2 separate regions of the Capra hircus genome follow, and region 1 is linked to region 2. The links are chromatin contacts, called in public Hi-C maps. All regions are on one chromosome and are shown on one strand. Each heading gives the region's core, a stretch centred on a gene start, on an enhancer-like site or on the middle of the called end of the contact. The rest is flanking DNA. Distances are from core to core; before and after follow the strand shown.

Region 1 (5,257 bases), core at 1,263-3,762, 51 kb before region 2:
CTCAGTCTCAGACCAGCGATTGTGGTGAAGGCCATGTGGGCGGGTGGTGCCAGAGGATAAAATGTGAGAAGGGGCTCCCAGAACAAGTGGCAGGCTGGTGGACACAGCCTGGGTGGCAGGGCCGGGTCCTTAGCCGCTAGCATCAGGGCCTGCTCCCACCTCCCGAGGCCCTGGGGCTCTACCACTCCTTCCTCCAGCCCTGGGGCCCACTGTATGTGTGTTTTGTTTTGGTTTTGTTTTTTAAATGACAATATTTATAACGGGGCCAGTGGCTCTTTTGTCTTGTCCGTGGGCTTGGTACCAGGGGCAGGCTGGGGACCAGACAGGTACACACGTGGCCAGCAGGGGGCACTGGTGCCTCATGGGTGGCCTGACTCCCTTTGTGAGGTTGGAGCCCATCTAAACAGGTTCTCCATGCCCAGGCTTCTGCAGTTACCTCCCCCAAGCATGGCAGCTTGGCCCAGCCTCCTGTCTGTCTCTGTGGCTTGCTGCTGCTTAGTCATGTCAGTCGTGTCCAATTCTGTGCGACCCTATGGACTGCAGCCTGCCAGGGTCCTCTGTCCATGGACTTCTCCAGGCAAGAATACTGGAGTGGGTTGCCATGCCCTTCTCCAGGGCATCTTCCCCACCCAGGGACTGAACCTACATCTCCTGCATTGCAGGCAGATTCTTTACCGCTGAACCACCAGGGAAGCCCCCCTGTGGCTTAGGTCAGCCTAAATGGCCAATGTAGCCCCTGTGCTCAGAAAAAGGAGACAGAGTCAGGCCTGGTATTTCAAGCCTTTGTTGAGAGAAGGAAGGTTTGGGGTTTATGTACAAGAAAGAAGAAATGGTACATGTACAAAAAGGAGTGGGCCCCTGTGTTCCCTTCAGGTACTGAGAAGAAACTGGCAGGGGATGGAGAAAACAGCTGAGACCACCATGACCCTGCCCCCTGCCAGCAAAACCTAGCTGGGGAAAAGTGAGGATGCTGTTGGCACCTCCTTTCTCTTGCTGTCTCCAGGTTGGGGAAGAGGAAACGACCCCTCTGCTCACATTGGCAAGGAGAGTCAACCTTGACTGCAAAGGGCCACGGGCAGGGAGCGTGGATTCGCTCTCTCCCCTTATCACTAGGGCACAGCTGGGCGGGCCCAGGCTTAGGAGAGCCTTGCTCCTAGTAGAAGGAGATCTGAGGCTGGCAGGGTCCAGGGCTCGCTAAGCTTGGACACTCCTACATCACAGCTGACCACTGGGACTCACAAAGTAAAGGGAAAAAAGAAGCGATAATTGCTTTCTCTTCTCTTCCCTCTGGCTCTAGTGACGGCGGGCCTAGGTGCCTGAGGCCTAGCTTAAAGCTGGAAATGGTTTTTCTAGCCCTGAGCTGGCTCTTGAGGAAATGAAGTTGAAGACCTTGGGAGCAAAGTGCAGTGCTGGAAGTGCCAGGCCCTGAAAGACCCAGTGCCCACAGAGGCGGCAGGCAAGCTCCAGCTTTGAGAGCTGGGATGGACTGAGAGCAGCATAGCCCTCTGCTGGGCCCTTGGCCAGTTCCAGGGCTTCAGGTGCACTGGTTGGACTTGGAGGACTCCGAGGGTCTCAGTGGGGGCCTGGAGCCCGAGGGGGGCCAGCAGGCGGTGCAGCACTCCTGGCTGGAGGGCAAACGACGAGGGGCTGCTGGTGGAGGCCTGTGGGGAAGACAAGAGGCCTGTGAACAGGCAGGGAAGCTGGGCCAGGCCCACCTTCTGTAGGCCCAGCCCACAGGCAAGTCTAGCAAAGAGCCAGCCGTGAGGCTAATGAGTGAGATTAAAAGAGGCTGGAGTGGACAGTCAGGGTGGACTCTGCATGTTCAGAACAACAGGCAGGGGTACTAGAGGTCACTAGGGAATGGCAGAAACAAGGTGGACTCGACAACAGCTAGAACCTGGGAAGAGACCCCAGGCAGATTGGATATCAGGAAACAGGTCAAGGGTCATCTGATGTCCCTGGGCAGAAGCCACTGCCAGAGCTCATTTGAGGAGGCAAGGACAATGGACACCCAGGCCCAGGACTGCAGCTGCTCTGCCTCAGTAATCAGAGGTGGCACCTGGTCCTGCCTATTTGGGCAGCTCCCTACCCCTTGGGTCTTAGTAGAAGCCAGGACAGCGTTAGTGGGAGAGCACCACTTCCCTGAGGGTACATGCAGGGGATCAGTCATGCTTCTCAGAGCACGGGGCATGCAAGGGAAGAAGTATGTGTCCCCCGTCACCACGAGGCTGCCAGAGGATGGTTCCAAATCATGCAGGAGAGGAGGTGCCTGTGGGTCCCAGCAGGAGTGCTGGGAGGTGGGCATGCAGAGGGCAGCTATGGTGCCCAGTACCTGTCAAGGGCCCCAGCCTTGGGGGTTAACAGTTTGACTCATCATGGTGGGCTGCATCACAGAAGAAGCGTGAGCCCCGCTTGGCAGTACGGGCCGTGAAAGGGACACTCTTCAGCACTGTGGCCCAGGAGAGAGACACAGTGGTCAGGCCCCATGGGGGTGGGGTGGGAGGAGGCCCAAAGGGCTATGGGAGGGGTGTGGGAGCCACTCAGTGGCCAGGCACCAGGGAGGGCAAAGGGCCCACCTGTGATGATGTCCTCAATGGTACCATCCTTCCCCTCGTAAACAGGCCGGTGCTCCTTGGCTTGGCGCCGCCTCAACTCTGCAATCAGCTCCTGCTGCTGCCACTTGTTCCGCTGAGATGGGGTCTAGGGCCGAGCATTTGAAGGGGAAGGGAGTCAGCACTAACCCTCCACGGGGCTGGTTCCTGCTCAGGATGCACTCAGACCCTGGAGTGCCCTGGATTATGCTTACCAGCACCCCCACCCCCATGGCTGGGAGTCCCCTCTCATAGACCCTCTCCCCAGCCCGTGGACTCCAGCATCAGGCCCTCTGGGTGGTCTTGGGGCTCCAGCTCTCTGCTCCACCCTCCCCCTAAGCCTCTGCCCTGTTCTCCAGGCCCCAGCTCTTGGTCCCACCCACCTTGGCATCCAGTTTCTTGGCTTCCTGAGCCAGCTGCTTCTCCCGCATTACCTCCTCCTGCTTCTTGCGGGCTTCATTCTCTTGTTCTGCTTCCTAAGAACCATGAAAGATGGTGTGTGTGTTTAAGGATGGTATGTGTGTGTGCTGAGGTTCACACAGGTTATGAGGGGAGGAGCTGACATTGAGGGTGGAGAGTGGGTGTCAGTGGGACCAGCAACCCCAGGTGGCCACCCTCTGGAGGGGTACTTCCTGCCCCAAACAATGACAGGAAGGGCCTGGGCCCCCACCCTGCCCACCAGTTCACAGCTAAGAGGCCTGTGGCCAGCTTCCATCGATCCCTCCCAGGACTCAGAGGAGGAGAAGAAAAAGGCCCAGACTTGAAGCCCAGCCCTCTCTACCCCTACCCAATTTCTCTGAGCCAGACTCCTCTTTAAAAACCTCTCTTCTACTCACCTTGTAAGAACGAATGAATCGGACAAACACTGGGAAGAATACAGAAGGAGGTGTGGTCTTGGGACTCTCGCCGAAGTAGCGTACTACCGCGTTGTAGGCTTCCTGGGGAAGGGGTGGGCAGAAGGGGTCAGCCCGGCGGGGAAGGGGAAGCCCAGCTCCCACCAGGGACCAGCCAGGACCAAGGAGAGGCAACAGTGGCCCCCACAGCCCCTGTGGGAGGGAAAAGAACAAGGGGCTCCCAGAGCACCCTCGAGTGCGTGTCTCCAGAGGCACCTGCCTGCCACCCACAGTGCCAGCCCCTGCCCCCAAATCAGCCAGCCAGCTGCCTGACGAAAGTTCTCCAAGCCAAGGACCGGAACCACGCCCACCAGAGGGGCATGGCGCCTCCACCCTGCGCTCACCTCGGCCGTCTTGGCGTCACGCTGGAGCTTGTCCAGTTTGCCTTCGTTGGTGCTAAGGAAGTTGCGCAGGACGCTGTTGTCATGTATGCTGCATTCCCGCCGGATCAGCTCCATGCCCCGGCCCAGCTCCTTCACGTCCAGCAGCACGTTCTCCAGGGACACTGTGGTCACCAGAGCCCGGACTGAGGACTACAGTCCTCCCCGCAGCAGAGACTAGCTTGGTTCCTCACGCCCTGCTTCCAGAGCTCCCACATGGATGGAGAGGGGCACACCAAGCTAGCCAGGCTCTTACAGGGGCCAAGGAGAAGGAGTGGAGGCTGTGGGCTCGTGACCCTCCAGATAGCCAAGGAAGGTGAGCCAGAGACTGCTGGGCTCCAACACAGAGCCGCCCCAGGCCTGCCCCGGTTTCATGAGGGGGACAAAAATAACCGCGACCCTATGTCTGTGGGGGGCTTCACACACATCACAGAGACACGCAGGCTCCAGGGCCAGCCTGTGGGGGCAAAGAGCCGCGGCTGCCTTTCTCTACCAGCTCCCATAGCACCCGGGTGGGGTGAGGGGCCTGTAGGAAGGCTCTCTCTGGGGTGGCCCCTGCCCATAGCCCCAGTGGAAAGCTTCGAAGTATCAGAAAGAAAAGCCAGAAAGGCACCCAAGCGTTCTCCTCATAGCTTCTGGGGATTGTCCTGGGCTGGACACAAGGGTGGGCTCGCCTGGCCGGGCTCTCACCTGCAGCGGCTTTCTCCACAAAGTGCAGCTCATGCCAAAAGTTAGCCAGGTCTGGGTACTTCTCCTTCACCGTCAGGGCGATGAAATGAAGCAGGGTCATCTTCCTGTCGGTGGACTTGGTGTCCAGCAGCTGGTCGAGGGGGGCAAAGGGCAACGCAACAGGTCTGAACACCTGGGTTCCACAGCTGCTGCCCCTCAAGCTCCCTGGCTCCGTGTCGCCCCTACCCTCTTACCAGATCCAGGCTCTGGAGCTTGAAGCCATACACAGCTCCCCGCTTGCTGCTGTTCATGTAGTTCCCCAGCGCAAGTATGATCTGTCCAGAGGTGCACCAGAGGAACTCAGGGCAGGCCCTCTTCTCTGTACAGCCCCAGCCCCACCCAGGACCTGGGGACCACCCACACCCACATCCACAACCTCCCCCACCTCCAACATCTGCTTCAGCTTCTGGGAAGACTTGACAGAGGCAGAGGCGGCAATGATAGCGTTGAGTTGCTGGAAGGCAAGAGGAAGAACTAAGTAATCCCACGCCAGGGCGGGATGATGTCAGAGCAGGGCCAGCAGGGAAGGGGGCCAGCAGGTCAGGAGTTGGGGGGGTGCGCCGCAGACCACCAGGATTCAGGGGAGAGCCGTACCGGCGTGAGCATCTGCAGGTTGTCCTGGAAGTTGCCCAGGAAGGCCATGCCAGCCATTCGCTGGGTCAGC
Region 2 (5,235 bases), core at 2,314-4,813:
ATAGCAGCTTCACAGCCTTTTTAATATGAAGGCACATCTAGAAAATAATAGTTTGTACTGTACACAGAATAAACAGTGGAAGCTGATCCAGCCAGAGGGGATCCATCTGGGACGTCAGCTGGCTCCAGAGAGGAGAAGGGCAGCATCTCAGCACACCAGGAGGAAAGCCCCAGGTGAGGGCACCAGACTGGGGCAGCACTCTTGGGAGCAATTCCTGCACAAATCACCTCATGGCTTCAGACCTCAGTTCTCCAACCTCAGCTGAGAGACTGTGGGTCAGATCATGTGTCTGTACCAAAAAGCAGGGAGCCTGTGGTCTTGACTCAGCAGTGATACAACTTCCCCAGCCAGGGTGTTTTTGGCGGGGTGTGGGGGGGTGGTTTCCATAGATATATTGGGACTGGGGAAGCCCTCTGTGTGACAGCAGCAGCATATCCTGGGACTGGCTACACATAATGGGGTAACTGGTTTCATCAGATTTCTGAACTGAAAATACTTTTCTGGGAATACAAGTGCTCTCAGATCTGTGTCATAGCTGAGAGTTACACATTTAAAAACTACTGTTTACTGAGCATAGAGTAGATGCCAGACTATGCTAACTAAGGACTTAACTTCTAGTTTTGTTAAATTTACACAATAACCTCATGTGGGAAATACTATTATTCTCCTCATTTATAAGAGGAACCTGGGACTTATAGAGATTAAGTAACCTCCTGGAGGTCAAATACTTTTCTAACCAGAGATTGTAAGGAGCCATATATGAGCCCATTTTGACTTGAAAATGCATATGATTACCCAGGACACCAGCGCATCACCTCAGCAAAACCAACAAATAACTTTTTCATAAACCACGTCAATCACAGTGAGGCTGACAATCTGGGAAAGAAAATGGTGAAAAAGGAGCAACCTGTCACACAACCAAAAAAAGAAACAAATCTATATTGAGTACCTGGTGCTAAGCACTTTATATACATACCTCACTTAATTCTCAAAATCCCACCAGGATGGGAATCATTTGCCCCATTGTACAGATGAAAAAAATCTAGGCTCAGAGAGGTTAAATCAGAGCCCCTGCCTTTTCTACTCTACTAAGCTTATCCTCACTGTTAGGAAACACACCTGAGCCTGTTCCAGGGTCAAACAGCCAACGGAGTTCCCAAAGGATGGCATATTTTAGGAACAGAGGAAAGAGGGATCTTTAAGAGCCCCCAAGAAGAACTGAAATCTCCAAGAAAGCATGAAAAATGGAAAAATGAGGTAAAATTCAACTAGCCCCCGGCCTGCCCTGTCCCAACTCCCCATCAGCAGCAGAAAGATCAAAACAAAAGCAACAAGGAAACAAATCAAAACTTTATACAGAAAGGAAGGCTTGCAAGTGGGTGGTCAGGTCTCTGGCTTGACCTGAGCTTGCTGGCTAGTAATCAGGATACCTTGTACATTTTGTGAATATTAAGCCATTAATCTGCCAGCTAAACAAACGTGTCAACCAAACTCCAAAGAGGACATGACCAACTCTGGTTTCGCGCTCTCACAACAACCAGCCTGGTAGCCCCTACCTAAGGCAGTCCCCCATCAGTCCACCTTTCAACAGCCCTTTCTCTCCAGTTCTGTAGCTACCTCATGCCACTTGACGGGGGTTTTCACACCCTTACTGGAGTGCAGATTCCCTCCTACTCTTTTCCCCAACAGTTGAGCTCTTGTTCTCAAGGGCACCAAGTCCCAGGCTCTCCTCGTCAGCCTCTGAGATGGCCACAGCACATTAGTAATCACTGACTCACCCCATCCTCCTGAGGAGGCTAGGGGAAATGCAGAGGGTCACAGGATGTGTGGCTCAGATCCCTCAGGCCCTTCACAGAGCTGATGGGCAAGAGAGGTGCCAGCTTCCCTTTGGAACCCCGTGGACCCTCTCTGATCCCGCTACGGTGCCAATGGGCTGATGTCAGGCTCTCCACCATTAGAGAGGCCAGGATCTCTAGACAGCTTCACTGATGCCAACAGATCTAATCTGCCTATTCTAAAGCAGATGAAATCCAATAAGGCTGCTAAGTCCACAACTTATCCCTCCTCACAGGCAAAGGCAAAGTCAGCCTTTCTGGCCATAGTAACAATAAAGGCAACATTGGCACTGCCTCTAAGAGAGTTCTTGGAGCAACTGAGAACTATTTCCCCAAGTTTCTCTAAGATTTACCTCTGTTAGCAAATGTTCCATCACCTAGTTCACTTTCTCCAAAATTTCATTTTTAGCTCCAACATATTCTCTGTCTCCATCTCAGTGATATCGATCAGATCTTCTGGTTCCAGACAGCCATTAACATCAATGTCCAATCCCCACATCAAAGGAGGGTCCCAAAGTCAGCCCTAAAACCTCACTTATACAGATCACTTAGGAACCTACAGAAAGACTAAAAAGAACAGGCACAAAACAAAAACCAACCACCAGGGCTTAACATAAAAAGGGGGGGTTGTGGGGGAGGCAGGATGGTTTGTGTATTGTTTCAATTGGAAAAATACACTAATGAAATGGTTTATCCACATGTTCAGTCCTTTTAGGCAAACCCACTTTAACTTTGCAGGATGCCTGCAGGCCGTTCTGAAAATAAGTAGAATGGCATCACTCTTTATTCCACCCCCTTCACGAGCTGCCAGCCCCTCCTCCGTTCCCCCTCCTCTCCCCTAAACATCTGGTCTGGGCTGGGAGTAGGACCCACTCCCTGGAAAGCCTCCATGTTAACAAGAGAGGCGGTCTCCCCAGTCAGAGAATCCGGACTGAGGATGAGGAATGGGCCGGCCCGGAGCTTCTGAATTCTCCCTCTCCCGCCAAAGTTTTAGAAATGAGAATCCCAGGGATCTGGGGAGACTGTCAAGGAAGTGGGGAGAAGTGCGAAGGGCGGCAGAAGAGGGAGGGAAGAGGAAGAACTCTGGATACTGGGGCGGTCCCGGGTTAGGGACCCCTCCTCCTAAGTGTCCAGAGGTAGAGGGTTCGCTCGGGAGGTCCCAGACGGGGCTGCTCAGCGCCTGAGAAGGCGCTGGTAGTCGAGGGCCATCGGGGGCCCTTACTGAAGGGGTGGGCCGGACCGAGGAATCCGGGCAAAGTCCCACCCGGGGCGCTGAGATCGGGGCGTGGGGGTTGGGGGGAGCGGTAGGAGGGGGAAGGGACAGGATCGGCTCTCACCAGCACCAAGGCGAACCTCTCTTCCAGCTCACAGGGCTCCGGCATCGGCATCTTGCCAGGCGGCGGCAGGAGCGAGACAGAGGGGGGCTCGCCCGGGCCCCCCTCGGCGCTCTCCAGGTTGCCCATCGCGGCGGGGCCCCCTCGGGGGCCTCAGCCCCCCCACCTCCACGCCCGGGGGTCCTGGGCTCGGCCGCTAGGACCCAGCTCTTCCCTCAGTGCCAGCTACCCCAGTCCCTACTCCTCCGCCGGGTCGGGGGCTCCTCGGGGTCCGACAGGAGGCGGTGCAGCGGACAGCGGCACCGCAGCGACAGGCACCGCGGCCACGGCTCTCACTCACACCCGCCGCCTCGCCGCTCTCAGCGCGCCGCCCCGGCGCTGCCCCTCCCCGCCCCCCGCGCTCTTTCCCTCCCCCCAACACTTCGCTTCCTCCCACCCACTCCGGGCCGGGACTCTTGCTTCCCCCCCGAGCTCCGACTGCAGCCGCGCGCCGCGCGCCCCATTCATGCAGACCCCGCCTCTCGCCCACGGGCCTCCCTGGCGCCACGCCCCGCCCCGCCCCCGCCTGCGCCCGATTGACTGCAGCAACTGCCAATCACAGCGCCTCCTGGCCCCCCCTTCCCCCCACTCGCTCCCGGAGGCCTCGCGCCTGGCACTTGGCGCGCCCTGGCGGCACTGGTGCGTATCTAATCACCGCAGTTGCTGAGGGCGTGAGGTGTGTCGGCTAGGGCGCGGGAAGCGGCCCTTTTCCACAACAGCTCATAATGTACACAAATAAGTAAGATATAGGGCACAGTGTGAAAAAATAACTACAAGAGAAATAGAAACAAGTAGGATGCTCAGAAGTGGGAGAGAGACCACATCTGTTAAAGAGTCAAGATAAGGGAGATCATATTTGAACCATTCAGGGATAGGGAAATACCGTAACTGACAGGTGAAAAGGCAGTTAAGAGGAGACAGGTGAAAAGGCAGTTAAGAGGAGAGGACCTTACCAACGTTCAGAGGTTGATCTGATTGGATGTGAAAATGGAGAGGCGGGACAATGCTGTTCTGGCCGAGGTGTGCTGGGTGGGTCATCATTTATGTGAGGGACATCTGTTGTTTCTGCCGGCCGAGCCTATATCCCTCTTCAAGTGATAGCACCCCATTTGGGAACTTTACGTTCCGCTGTTCTGAGTCTATGTAGAGCGGAATTTCATGCCTGTCCCAGGAGGTCCCTATGACCCAGGCTTTTTCTTCCTCTACCTTTAGGACTGTTGTAGGGATTGACACTTGACCCGGAATATAAAACTCATTTCTAAGGCTTTCACTGGAATCATCAGGAAAGAGGCACTGTCTTCCCAGAGTGGGAAGACTGCTGGATTGTGAGAATGTAAATCTGGAGCTGCTGGTGGCCGTCATGCCATCATCATAAGATCTCAAGCCTGTTTGAGAATGAAGTCATTGCAGAGGAAAGCAAAACTAAGGAGTTCTAATAACATGCTGAGAACTTGACTCCAGCAACTTCACTTGCCTGAAGTTATCACCTTTACTTTTCATTCATTTATTCAACAAGTATTTACTGAAAAGTTCATTATATGTCAGATACTGTTTGGATCATTGAAGACATATGTGTAAACCGAAAAAGGTATACAGGAAATTCCCTGATGGTCCACTGCCAGGGGCCAGGGTTCGATCCCTAGTCAGAGAACTGGGATCCTGCAAGCTGTGTGGTATGACCCCCCCCCAAAAAAAAAAAGATAGAAGCATACATCTCGCTCTCCTTGCTCTTCTGGGTAGGAAAAAAGGTGGACAATAAACTAAATAAAATGTACAGGTGTTAGTGATCAGTGTTAACAAAAATAAAATCGAGATTGGTGGTCCAGTGGTTAATACTCCACTCTGCCGATACAGAGGGCGAGGGTTTGATCCCTGGTCAGGGAACAACTAAGATTTCATGTCTCTTGGCACAGCCAAAATTTAAAAAAAAAAAAAAAAAGGGAAATGGAATAGAGGTGAAGGGGGTTACAATTTTAAATAGGACGATCAGAGCAGACCTCACTATTAAGGTGAGGTCTTGGATAAAA

Evidence for each region. Hi-C and Micro-C count contacts between places; a contact is called where the count stands out from the background.
Region 1: a contact with region 2 is called in a Hi-C map of blood, with 7 times the contacts expected there. The contact joins the enhancer-like site here to the promoter of FMNL3 in region 2. A contact is called at or near these places in 2 of 5 Hi-C or Micro-C datasets (both in blood).

Annotation. Positions count from the first base shown.
Region 1 is chr5:29,851,461-29,856,717 of ARS1.2, reverse strand. FMNL3 (formin-like protein 3) reads right to left here. Exons shown (of 25, transcript XM_018047825.1): 17 at 5,188-5,257; 18 at 4,979-5,047; 19 at 4,788-4,868; 20 at 4,555-4,684; 21 at 3,829-3,989; 22 at 3,428-3,529; 23 at 2,975-3,067; 24 at 2,577-2,700; 25 at 769-1,661. The coding sequence ends at 1,573. It overlaps PRPF40B (pre-mRNA-processing factor 40 homolog B), which reads left to right. Exons shown (of 26, transcript XM_018047827.1): 26 at 1-268. Among named protein-coding and RNA genes, the nearest start is that of PRPF40B, 23 kb to the left of the region's middle. Within about 2 kb of position 2,512, at least 1 of the 5 cell types and tissues checked has an H3K27ac peak or open chromatin away from gene starts, as enhancers often do.
Region 2 is chr5:29,801,830-29,807,064 of ARS1.2, reverse strand. It overlaps FMNL3 (formin-like protein 3), which reads right to left and starts at 3,563. Exons shown (of 25, transcript XM_018047825.1): 1 at 3,173-3,563. The coding sequence starts at 3,298.